3 separate regions of the Zea mays genome follow, and all the other regions are linked to region 2. Evidence: chromatin contacts called from public Hi-C data. All regions are on one chromosome and are shown on one strand. Each heading gives the region's core, a stretch centred on a gene start, on an enhancer-like site or on the middle of the called end of the contact. The rest is flanking DNA. Distances are from core to core; before and after follow the strand shown.

Region 1 (3,984 bases), core at 401-2,900, 230 kb after region 2:
TTGATCCTTGGCCTTCTTCAGGTCCTCATGGGTGGACTCAAGCTGTGCCTGCAGTTCGGCCTCCCTCCGGAGCTGCTTCTGCCATCCCAGCGACAAAAATCACAGTGATCAGGCATAGGCGTGCATCAAGATCAGACAGGGCGTTAGCAATGCAGCACCTGTTCCTCCTTCAGTGAGAGAGGAAGAAAACCAGGGCAGCGCAGTTCGGTGCAGTACACTTACTTCAGGAGTGGTGCCGATCTTGGGCACCCGGCGCTCGACGACGGGCTTGGTGTCCACGGATCTCGGGGAGCGGTCGAACGAGAGGCGGGGCTTCTGTGCGGCGGCCGATGGCGGCGAGTTGGGCTCGGACTTGAAGGGGCCCGCGCCGTTGCTGCGGGAGCGCGGCGTGGACGGCGTGCCGACGCTGCTCCTCCTGGTGCCGCCCGGCGTGGAGGGGCGGTGGCTGGAGGAGGGCGTGGACGGGCGGTGGTTGGAGGAGGGCGTGGAGGGGCGGTGGTTGGAGGACGGCGTGGAGGGGCGGTGGTTGGAGGACGCCGTGCTCGGCCTGCCCCTGCTGATGGGGGACTCGTTCGGCCCAGATCTGTCAATGGCGACATCCATCGTTAATTAATTAAAAATCGAAAATCTATTATTCTCTGTTGCCGAATCGAGCGCAAGCTCATGAACCGACGCGTGTGGCATGCAGCTGTGAGAGACGGAGTGGCCGTTACGGTCCGAATTTGAGGATTTACAGACATGAAACACCATCTGAAGAAAGGCACATTCGCGTGTGGCGGAAATCACCAGACGAGACGGTACACCACATTTGACGATGAAAAGCAACTACGGCGCAGGGAAATCGGCGAAGAAGAGAGCCAAGAAAAAAACACCAAATGAAGCGTCGGGTCTAGCTGGATTACTGGATACTACTAGATCTGCCATTGAAGAAAAGAAGAGAAAACCGACAGGCGGAACAAGAGCGCGAGCAAATAAAAATAAGAGAGAGAGAGAGAGAGAGAGAGAGAGAGAGAGAGAGAGAGAGAGAGAGAACGCAAGGGTCCGGGAGCAGGGAGGGCGAAAGTAATTCACCTCGATCTGGAGGACGGCAGCATTGTGGACGTGTGGTGGTGTGAGGCCGGGGCAAGGGAGGAGTGCCCGGCCGACTGGAGAAGTGGAGAGTGGGGGTGCCGGTGGGAGGCGGAGGGGGAGGGACGGGGAAGCAGCAGGAGGCACAAAAAGCCTGCAAAGCCAAAAGGCGGCCGAAAGGGCTGTGGGAGGCGAGGTGTCAGGTGTGCAGGCCGCCAGACGCCCAGGCCAGAGGAAGCAGCGTCCGTCCGTCGTCTCCCGTCGCCGACGGCAAAGCGAATTCCTCGTTCCCGAACTACTCCTACGTGCTACACTGCTCCATCTCCGGCTGCGAGGACGAAGAAGGTGAGAGCGGTCGTTGGCTGGCTGGCTCGTCGCGAGCTGCGGTACACTGTGGCTCTATGCCTCTATAGTGCATCGTCATCCTTGCTCGTGCGTTTTAATTAATCATCACGAGGAGGAAGGTACCCGTGCTGCTGCTACAAGTAGAACTAGAATTAAGTGCCCTCTTGGGGCTGGGAGGTGAGATTGGTTCGCCAACAGCACCTACTGGTTGCAGTGCTGGGATGCAAATTATGGGCCCCACCGTGGCTACCACATGCTGCAGTATCTGCTAGTATGATTTAGGCTCCGATAAAAATTAAAGGCCTGCTTGGAAATACAATTTTGAAATGATGTAGTTTTGAGATACTATAGTTTACAACTGTACATGACAAAAAATACTATGGTATTACTTTATCACAGTAAAACCATAGTATTCCTCAAAACCGAGATCTGTTTGGTTTTATTGGAAAAACAAAGTATATGTAGAGAGAAGAGAAGAAAACTGAGGTCCTGAGTGGAGTTTCAAAAACTCCAAAAATACCACGGTTTTAGGTAAACCATGATATTTAAAACTGTGTTTTGCCTGTACAAACCAAACACCTTTTGTGTTTCAATACTATAGTATCATCAAATACCATAGTATTGTTTCAAAACTAAAAAAACTACGTTTCCAAACATGGCCTAAGCTAAAGTTATTGCTAGTGCTAGTGATGCATACATAAAACACACACAAAGATACTAGCAGTTGCAACCGCATCGACAGTAATTCACCCGACCGTGCGTAATGGCCCGTTCGGTTGTTGCCGACGGACGCAGACTGAGCAACCTCGACGTGGTTTGCGTCGTGCCCTGCACTTCCAATCTAGCATAATCTAGTACACTATCCGTCCAATTCATTATACTTATACGCTTACTTAACTATCTAAAGTTTAAATAATTTTGTAGAGAAAAAAAGTAATACCCATAAGGACATGTTGAACCTAGATACATGGTCGTGGTTCTCTAAATACTAAATACAAGTAAGGAACTCATTCGTACAATCCAATATTTATATTTTATTCGCTATAACCTCTCAAAAACACAACTCATTTATATAGGTTATATGGGTATACCCATATTTTAGACTTAGAGAATAATGCTAGACATTACTTCAACAAAATAAGTCTATTATGTTTTTTGCACTTTTTCCTTAGATATCCCTTACGATATAGATCATTTATGTGGGTTGTAATGCCCAAACACTAGGTCTGAGAGTACGCACAACCTCGTTTATGATGGTCTTTATGGGTTAAATGAAAAAATATATAAGAGACATCTGTCTCTACATGACTATCCGTACAATCTCTTAAATATATTTATGATATGAATGATTTTAAAAACACATCATCATATCAGGTAGTTTCTTAAATGTCACTTTTATTTAGAAAATCAATCAAAAATCTCTGGTTTATAGATGCCCTAAGGGCATGTACAATGCATATTAATGGGTTGTGTCTTGGGGCATGTCTAGAAGATAATTGTAAAATGTATTCATGAAGACACATCTATGACTTGATTTTCTAAGCATCCGTGCCTAGTATCTAGTCGGGTCGGGTAGGTCATACCTCTCTATTGGACAACATGTCGGTCAGGGTTTTTTTAGGTTGAGTCAGGTTTTTGACTTTGGGTTGGATCAGGTTTTGGGTCATAAATCATAGCTTATACTCAGCCCGTGAAATATTGTGGGTCAAAAACTATGGCACATACCCGCCTGTTGTATTGATCGGATCGGATCAAGTTTTTTCGGGCGGGTCGAATCAAGTTAGTTGGGTTAGGCGACCCATACTCAATTCTAGTACCTACAAGTGTTTAAATTGTGTCTACTTAAAATCCACATCAAGTGTTGAAAGGGAAATGTGCCCTTGGGCCATTTCTAAGTATTTTGGTGATCAAGTGCCAACACAAATGGTTTAAGTGTGAAACTATGTCAAATGGTGGAAGAAGTGCAAAGTCAATACAAAGGTATGATTCTAGACTTAGTACATTGGTTTTTGTATACTAACATATTTGTCTAAGTGCTAGAATCAGAGAAAATACAATTGGAAAAGACTTGGCTCGAGCAGCCAAGACTCTGCTCAGTCTGGGTGCACCGGACAGTGTCCGGTGGTGCACCGGACAGTGTCCGGTGTGCTAGGCTGGCGTCTGGTCAACTGGCTGCTCTCGGGTCTCGACGGCGGCGTACGGCTATAAATCACCGGACTGTCCGGTGGTGCACCGGACTGTCCGGTGAGTCGTCTGCGGCGAAGTCGATGCTCTCGGGAACCAAGTCAACAGCGTACGGCTATAATTCACCGGACTGTCCGGTGAGTCACCGGACTATCCGGTGAGCCAACGGTCGGGCGCGCCAACGGTCGGCCGCGCAATCCGCGCGTGACGCGTGGCTGAGCCAACAGTCGGATGGGGGCACCGAACTGTCCGGTGTGCACCGGACAGTGTCCGGTGCGCCAACGGCTCCAAGTCTTCAACGGTCGGCTGCGCCATAATAGGAAAGAAATCCGCACCGGACAGTCCGGTGCGCCAGTCGATAGAAGGCAAGAATTCCCTTCCTGGATT
Region 2 (3,558 bases), core at 927-3,426:
TCCAGGTAAACCTCCTGTATTGTTGTCGGGATGCAATCTGACCCTGCAGTTAGTGGGGCTCCGCAAGGCATCACCACCGCTTCTCGCAGCCAACGCAGGATTGCCGCCCTCTTCATTCTGAGCACTCAAACGCATTCTCTCGAGCCTCCTCTGCTTCAGGGTCTCGAGGCCGCTCCTGACCTCTGCAGGGAGATAGCTCCTACCCTCCACCTAAAAGGCGTAGGTAAACACGTCAATTTTGGGGTCGAACAAAACTATCATTAACAGCAGTTCAGCACTGCAAGTAGACATTGACCAACAGAGACAGCAGACTGAATCAGCACCAATTGTTTGGATACCACAAATTGGTATTATGTAGTACCAAAGAGCAGCAACTCGGCAACCAAGTCAAGAAAGCTGTAGGTGCTGGAATCAAACACGGCACACTGATATTCTGAGGTTGTTTCCCTGACACGGCCACAGTCACAATCAACAGTTTGCAAATAAAATTTTTAGCAGCCAGGCGCTCTAGTTTGTATAATGAATCAATTATCCATAACAGTGCGGCATGCTTAATGATAATAGCAGTAACAAATGAACCACGATTAAGTCATTAACTTAACTTTCGTCAGCAGCCTAATGAGAACACATAAGAAATCGGCGCGCAGGCCCTGGACGAAGAAAGAAAAAGAGAAGAAAAGGAGACTTCAGATGCGGTCCAAGTGGGCAATTACGCACATGCGTGACGACCATGGTGGAGCTGGAAGAGAAGAAATCTGTGGAAAAAGGGCGCTGGGAGTTGGCGCACAAACACGTCCACACAGCAAGAACCGGACAACGCCCCGTAACGTGAATTGTACTAGCGGTGGCCGCAGATACTAGCCGCACAACCCAAAACGAAAACAGAGACTGAAAAAAAAAACAATAGCCATATCGGAAAGGCGAAGAGGCCGGAGAAAATTCTATGTTACGACAGGTGGTGGCCAATGAGGCGTAGCCTAGGGTAACAACTAGGAAGGTTCGAGTTGACTCTTCGCCTGAGTCGTGTAAATCTGATGTGATCCTAATTCCTACCAGGGGGCGGATTTGACGAGTTTTCCTGAACGGAAGATAAAAAAATGACTCCTACTTTTCCAGCATTGACGGAGCAGGAATTCACCGGCAGTCAGCAAACTAAAAAAAAGCTGCCATGTACGAGAAGCAATTCACGGCTACCTACGAAAGTTTTCTACAGAATTGTTGCAATTAGAGGCGAAATCTACTGGTCGTGCCGTTAATTAACTGATGATGAAATTTACACAAAGAGAATTTAATTTGACTTGATTTTGGCGGAAAAGCAGAGGAAGGCAGGAGATGTGGAATCAGCAGTAACCAGGCGCGAGGGCACTACTACTAGTGTTGGTGGTGATTAATTGCCGCGGCGACGAGAGGAAAAAGCGCGGGTACGGAGGAGCAGGCCGGCGGCGGGGGGAAATTGGCGCAGATCTGCGGGAGGGGAGGGAGAGAAGACTCACCATATCGTGTCGCTCGGCGGTGGTGCGGACAAGCCTCTAGAGAAATTCCCGGCGGCACGGGTCCCACATTTCACTCCGGAGGTCCCCCGGCGCGCGGTGGAGGCCGGGGATCCGAGGCGCCTCCCGTTCCTCTCTCTCTACCTCCCCTTGGACGTTGGTGTGTTTCCCGCGCGACGCCGCACAGAGGCGGTGGGAAGGGCCAGGCAAGCAATCGGAGCGTAGGGCAGTGGGCCCCACCGGTGGTGGCCGGCGGGCGAGGACGGAACGGAGCTGGGAAGACGCAGGTGGTGGTGGTTGCTAGCACTAGTATATTTGTGGTGGGGAGGAGGGAGGTTCGGTTGGAGGTGGAGCAACCGAAAGACGAACCACCAGCGGGGAAAACGCTCCAGCTGCCGAGCTAACCAACCGAACCGCAGGCGAGCGAGAGGGGAAGGCGAAACGCGGCTGCGATGACTCTGCTCGGGCTCGAGCACTAGCGCCCGCCCCGTGGCCTCCTTTGAACTCACTTTTCTTTTCTCCTCTTCTCGCTTCTGTCGTGTGCGTGTGTGCGGTGGTTGTCGTGCGAGCGCGTCCGTTTGCCTCGTCCTGTGGCCGCGGGATGGACGACCACGAGCATTTGTTTTTGTTTCTCTCTTGTGGCTCTCTTTCGCCCCGTGCCGTCCCCAACTCGCCCATGGCTCATTGCCAGGGTGGTTCATTTTTTTTCTTGTATATTAAAGCAGGATAGAGGCGCGGATGGTCGGATGGAGATGGAGCACGGCAGACTTCTGCAGGAGGAGGGATGGGCTGGGATGGCTGCCACCTGCTTGCATGTGCTTCAGTTTTTACAGCCTATCCTATCGACCTGGACACGCCACCGGGCAGGCAGTTGGCCCAAAAGCGCACTGCTCTGCTCTAGTAGCCTCTAGTATAGGACTCTGGAGTAGGTTCCTGGTTGTTACTGGCTTTCTGACCATTTTGCTCCGTGCACACTGATCACTGCTTCCGGTAACATACCACCATAGGAAAACAACTGTGCTAGTACCGGTAGCAGGCTTTACCTGTTCAATTTGAGGGGGAAAATGGCTTTATGCCACTTCCATGTCCCACTGTTGGCGAAAGATAACCTGCAAATCAGACCCCGGAACTCAGCTCCCGTACTGTTTCCACTCATGTGGCTGCTCGCTAGAGCTTTTTGCAACCCATGTGGCTACAGCTTTTTACTGGATATTTTTTTACAATATATTTATGTAGTTTTTTAAATATTGGTGCTAGTCTCTAAATTAAAAAATATGACTAAAGAAAATTCTAGAAACTAATTTATTTGTAAGATAAGAGATTAACGTCCACCGTCTAAACTGAAAGGTCTTGTTCCGGGGGGGTCTTGAGATTAAAAAAACTTCTCAGCCTTCTCCACCTGGAAGGAACAGTAAACTCAATCAGTAATAAAATTTCAGAATTGACATATTAGATCAACTTTGTATGATGCCATACCCCATCATGAATTGTCATCTCACATTGATTTCTAGTTTCTATATTGTTGACACATCCTGTTGGGGGTTTTCTTCTTCTGAATATCCTAAAAACACTCACCGAGTAAATGTTTCTTTTATTTTGTTATGTGTGTGTTGCAGGGTTAATGGCAAAGGTAGATTTCAAACAGAACAATGCGGGTGTTCGAAGAAACAAGCTTTGGTCGACCATCGTGTACATACTTCGGACGAAGCATAATATAAGCATCCTTCGAGGTCTAAGGAGCTAAACTGAGAGGAGAAGGAGAATGACAACTCTACCCCTAGCATGTACAATAGTTTGAATATATAGAGATTAAGGATATACTTGTAAAATCGCCTGAAACATATCTCGAGCCTATAAATAAAGGAACAGTGTCATGCACTGGGGACACTTTTTGGACGGGTGAACTCATTTTTCTTTCTATATGAAGTTGTGACTTATGTACTCCTTCGTTGTAATTTTTACGAAGTTGAAGGTATATGTTCAATCTTCTAATTCATATAATAAGGAAGAGGGATTTCAACACATTCAACATTTCATGTAAATTACTTGTTTCATTATTCAATTTCTT
Region 3 (3,846 bases), core at 1,111-3,610, 170 kb after region 2:
TTATTCCCAATTGCAATGGATGGCCTCCTGATGCCGAAGCGCGACCGTATGGGAGTTGGATAATGCCCTCCAATCTTCCCTCTCACTCAGATCATTCTTCACATACAACCATTGTTTCATCCAAGAGCCCGGCCACTTCTTTTGGAATGCCGACACGGGATACCTCGCATCAGAGCAGGGCACAAAGCTGTAGCACCCGAAGTTGTTATGATATTGGTCCTTCCCAGTTGCTTTTGTCTGGCAAGATAATTCATGAATGTTGCAGAAACATTTAGCATCTAGCTCCAGCCCTTGGCTTCTCATGGCCCAAATAAAAACCCCCACTTTAATTAAAGCTTCAGGAGTAAGCTGATGAAGGTATATCTCAAATGTCTTCAATACTTCAACCAGCATCTTGTGTAAGGGAAAACGAAGCCCAGCCTTCATAAAACTCTTAAAAACCACTACTTTGTTTGCCTTAGGAAGAGGAACGATACTCTCTCCTCTAGCCCTCACAATAGATATGTCATGGAAATATTTCCCCTTCATCGCTTCAATCTGTCCTTGCTTAACAGTGGACTTTCCAAAAATAACATGACTTGGCCTCTATGGTCGATCTTCAGCATCTTCATTATCACTCTCCACATCGAAACTCTCACTATCGCTGGAATCCCTAGACAGCCCAGCCAACATTTCATTAGTGATTTTTTCAACGTTGGTTCTTTCCATAGCTTCGTAAAAACCAGCAAGCATGGGGTCTACAGTCTTCTTATTTTCGGCCATTTCGATGTTGATCACAACAAAAGCCGAAGCTCAAAGAACAGTTGCTCTAACAAAAGACGAAAGCTAAAATGACAATCACAACACAAAAGCTAGATGGCACGAAAAATATTCATAGCGCAAGCCTTTATATATATATATATATATATATATATATATATATATATATATATATATATATATATATATATATATATATATATATATATATATATATACAAAGCACCACTGAGCGATGGGTCCCACGATTCAGAACAATTCGCTATTCTAGCGAAAGGAAGGTGTTTTTTCGGACCTTCGGCTAAAGGCCTTCGTTCATGTCGCAGTCTGAATTTGTTCATATCGCAGTTTGAATTTGCTACGAAGAAACAAACTAATACTGCGAGGGGCTACTGTTGGGGGCCTTCCTCTTATAAAGGTCCTCATAAACACGACTAACCATTTGCTTCTAGCATAATGTTGACTATTACAGGAGCTTCGTCACAATCTAAGGTTCGTGATGGGAGCTTTCTCCTCCGTCAAAGGTCTTTAAGACGAAGATATAGCCCGAAAATAACAACAATGAACGTCGAAGCTATAGCCGAAGAGTAACATCATCGGTTTAAAGTGGTGTCGAAGATCAAGCATGATGCTGAGCCGAAAAGGAAAAGAATAGCTAGTCCCTAATGATTTATGTTACAATTATGAACGAATGTTAATGTCATAAATGTATTTTTATCCGGGCTGCGTTCCGTGCCTATAAATAGGTGAACAGTACCCCCGTACTGTTCACGCTGGATTGTAATCGCTCTCGCGTCAACACCTTCGAACAAGACGAAGGTATCAATGTAATATGAATCTTACTCATATGTTTATCATGAAATAAATATATGATTGAGACACAAATGGATAATGTTTATCATCTTTATGAATCATTATTCTTGCAAGTGATCGTCTGAAGATCATCAAATCCGAAAGGAGATGATGACTCGGAGGACGAAGATCTCTAATCTTTAACAATTGTGTTGCCTTGTTCTTGATTCACAATATTTAAGAACAAGAGACCAACATATTCTATACTTAAGTATAAATGAAAACTGTAGTAACGTACTTAAACAGTAATAAAAACCGTAACAATGTACGAACATTTTCCTAGTATAAATATACACATAAGGCCTAGTTTGGAAATATCGTTTTTCCTAGGGATTTTTATTTTCCCAAGGGAAATTAGTTTATTTTTTCTTGGAAAAATTGAAATCCCTTGAAAAAACGGTATTCTTGCACCTATCAAAGAGGTGGAAAAAAAGCTAGCACAGGCGCACGCACAATCGCGGTCCTCTGAATTTACATGGGCCTTCTCTATTTGATCTATCTACATTTAGTGCCACAAAAGGGCCTTTCACACCACACAAAAGGGGCCTTGCACACCAGCAGCAACAAACCACGCAACGGCTAGTACGGAAGAAGAGGGGCGAGCGGCGAGCAGCGCCGTTCCGTCTTCGCCGTCTCCTCGTCCGTTCGCCAAGACAACGGTCATATTACCGTTGTCCTGCCAAAATTCCAACACTTTAAAACTGCCACCCAACGCGCTCCTCCGCCGCCGTCTCCAGCACACGCTTCCCCTTCCCTCCCGCTCCCATTCACGTCGTCTCTTTCCTCGAGCCTCCGCTTCGCCAGCGACGCGCCCTTCTCACCCACCTCGCCGAGGAAGTATTCACCGATGGAGACGCCGCTGTCTTCCAGGAGGATCACCCGCTCGCTCGCCGCCGCATCTGCCCGTGAGTCCTCTTCTCCCACCTTGACTCTCTGTTTCTTGATCTTTGGATCGCTTCTGCAGTCTCGACGCGTTGTTGGATGTGTTTCCTGACGACGCCCACCTTCGGTTCTCCGCAGAGAAGAGCGCCGCCGCCGGGCCGGACTCCGCCGCCCTCTTCTCCCGCGCCAAGAACGCCGCCGCTGGGGAGACCCAGCCTCGCGCCGCCCTGCACGACATCACCAACGACTCCCCCATCGTCGGGCTCGCGGCGGGCGCCCTCCACGCCACCGATACCACCCCCGCCTCCACCGCCGCCAAGACCCGCCGCAGGGCCCCGCGTCGCACGCCCGGCTCCGGGGAGGCGCTCCTGCGCGGCCAGGTCAAGGCGCTCCTCCACAAGGTCGAAGAGGAGCAGGGCTGCGCCGCCGCGGCCATCGTCAGGCCCGCGCGCATCCAGGCGCTGCTCGGTGTATCCAGGTCGCCGGCCCAGCTTCTTGCGCCGACGCCAGCCAACACGCCGCAGATCGAGCCCGTCCCCACTCCCAGGGAAGGTCTCCTCCTGCTTGATGGCGCTACGGTCGTGCCCTGCGTCCTAGACGAAGAGGAACTGCTGATTCCTAAGCTTCAGGTAATGTAACTGTCGATTCTGCACTTATTGAACCCCCCTTGTATGAAATCTTCCAACTTCCCGAGGAGCAATACTCTGCAACTCGGCATGTGCATGGTAGGTAGAACTTGATCCAATGTTTCTGTTCCAATTTCAGTCAGGGAACGCATATAGTCAACCTTATGCCGAAGTACCTACCATTTGTCCAATTCATCTAGTATCTTCATTCGTTAACCTTATTTGTGCACGTCCATGAGATTAGATGCAATTCTGCATGACCTGTTGTATGTAGGGGTGGTAATGGGTTCCTATTTTTCCCTGAACTAAAATTAATTAAGGCGAGTAACTGTAAGCAGTATAATCTTGATATATGATGAATTTTCTGAATGTTTTCATGTTGCACTGTTAGCCCCTACTCAAATGTCAATGGCATCCCAGCTCTTTCAGAACTGCAAATTAGATTTCTACTCGTATCATCTAACCTGGAATTCAGCCTAGATGTTTTAGAGGCGTAGCACTTTGTCGTAAGGTGTCTTCCTGCTGCTCCCCTTATTGTGCAGGTCATTGCAGCTTCCCTACCTCCACCTCATCAGGCAGAGGAGAAGCTCGGGGACTGCCAGCTGAACCGTGCGCTGGTGTTCGATGACTCCCCTGAGAAATGTGAAGAGTCCAGTGGATCAGCCGTCTCGTCAACCTTCTCCCTCCAGGAGAGCAGCACCGGCAGCTACGTGGACAAGTCATCATC

What was found. Hi-C and Micro-C count contacts between places; a contact is called where the count stands out from the background.
Region 1: a Hi-C map of leaf shows a contact between it and region 2, with 6 times the contacts expected there. The contact joins the promoter of LOC100381608 here to the promoter of LOC103626296 in region 2. A contact is called at or near these places in 3 of 25 Hi-C or Micro-C datasets (ear and leaf).
Region 3: a Hi-C map of ear shows a contact between it and region 2, with 2.1 times the contacts expected there. The contact joins the promoter of LOC100274729 here to the promoter of LOC103626296 in region 2. A contact is called at or near these places in 4 of 25 Hi-C or Micro-C datasets (ear, leaf and tassel).

The regions. Positions count from the first base shown.
Region 1 is chr5:45,914,253-45,918,236 of Zm-B73-REFERENCE-NAM-5.0, reverse strand. LOC100381608 (WEB family protein At5g16730, chloroplastic) reads right to left here and starts at 1,650. Exons shown (of 3, transcript XM_008645719.4): 1 at 1,072-1,650; 2 at 223-583; 3 at 1-78. The coding sequence starts at 1,094.
Region 2 is chr5:46,141,003-46,144,560 of Zm-B73-REFERENCE-NAM-5.0, reverse strand. LOC103626296 (lysine-specific demethylase JMJ706) reads right to left here and starts at 2,176. Exons shown (of 11, transcript XM_008646682.2): 1 at 1,494-2,176; 2 at 1-210. The coding sequence starts at 1,496.
Region 3 is chr5:45,972,013-45,975,858 of Zm-B73-REFERENCE-NAM-5.0, reverse strand. LOC100274729 reads left to right here and starts at 2,360. Exons shown (of 3, transcript NM_001149027.2): 1 at 2,360-2,516; 2 at 2,632-3,122; 3 at 3,662-3,846. The coding sequence starts at 2,459.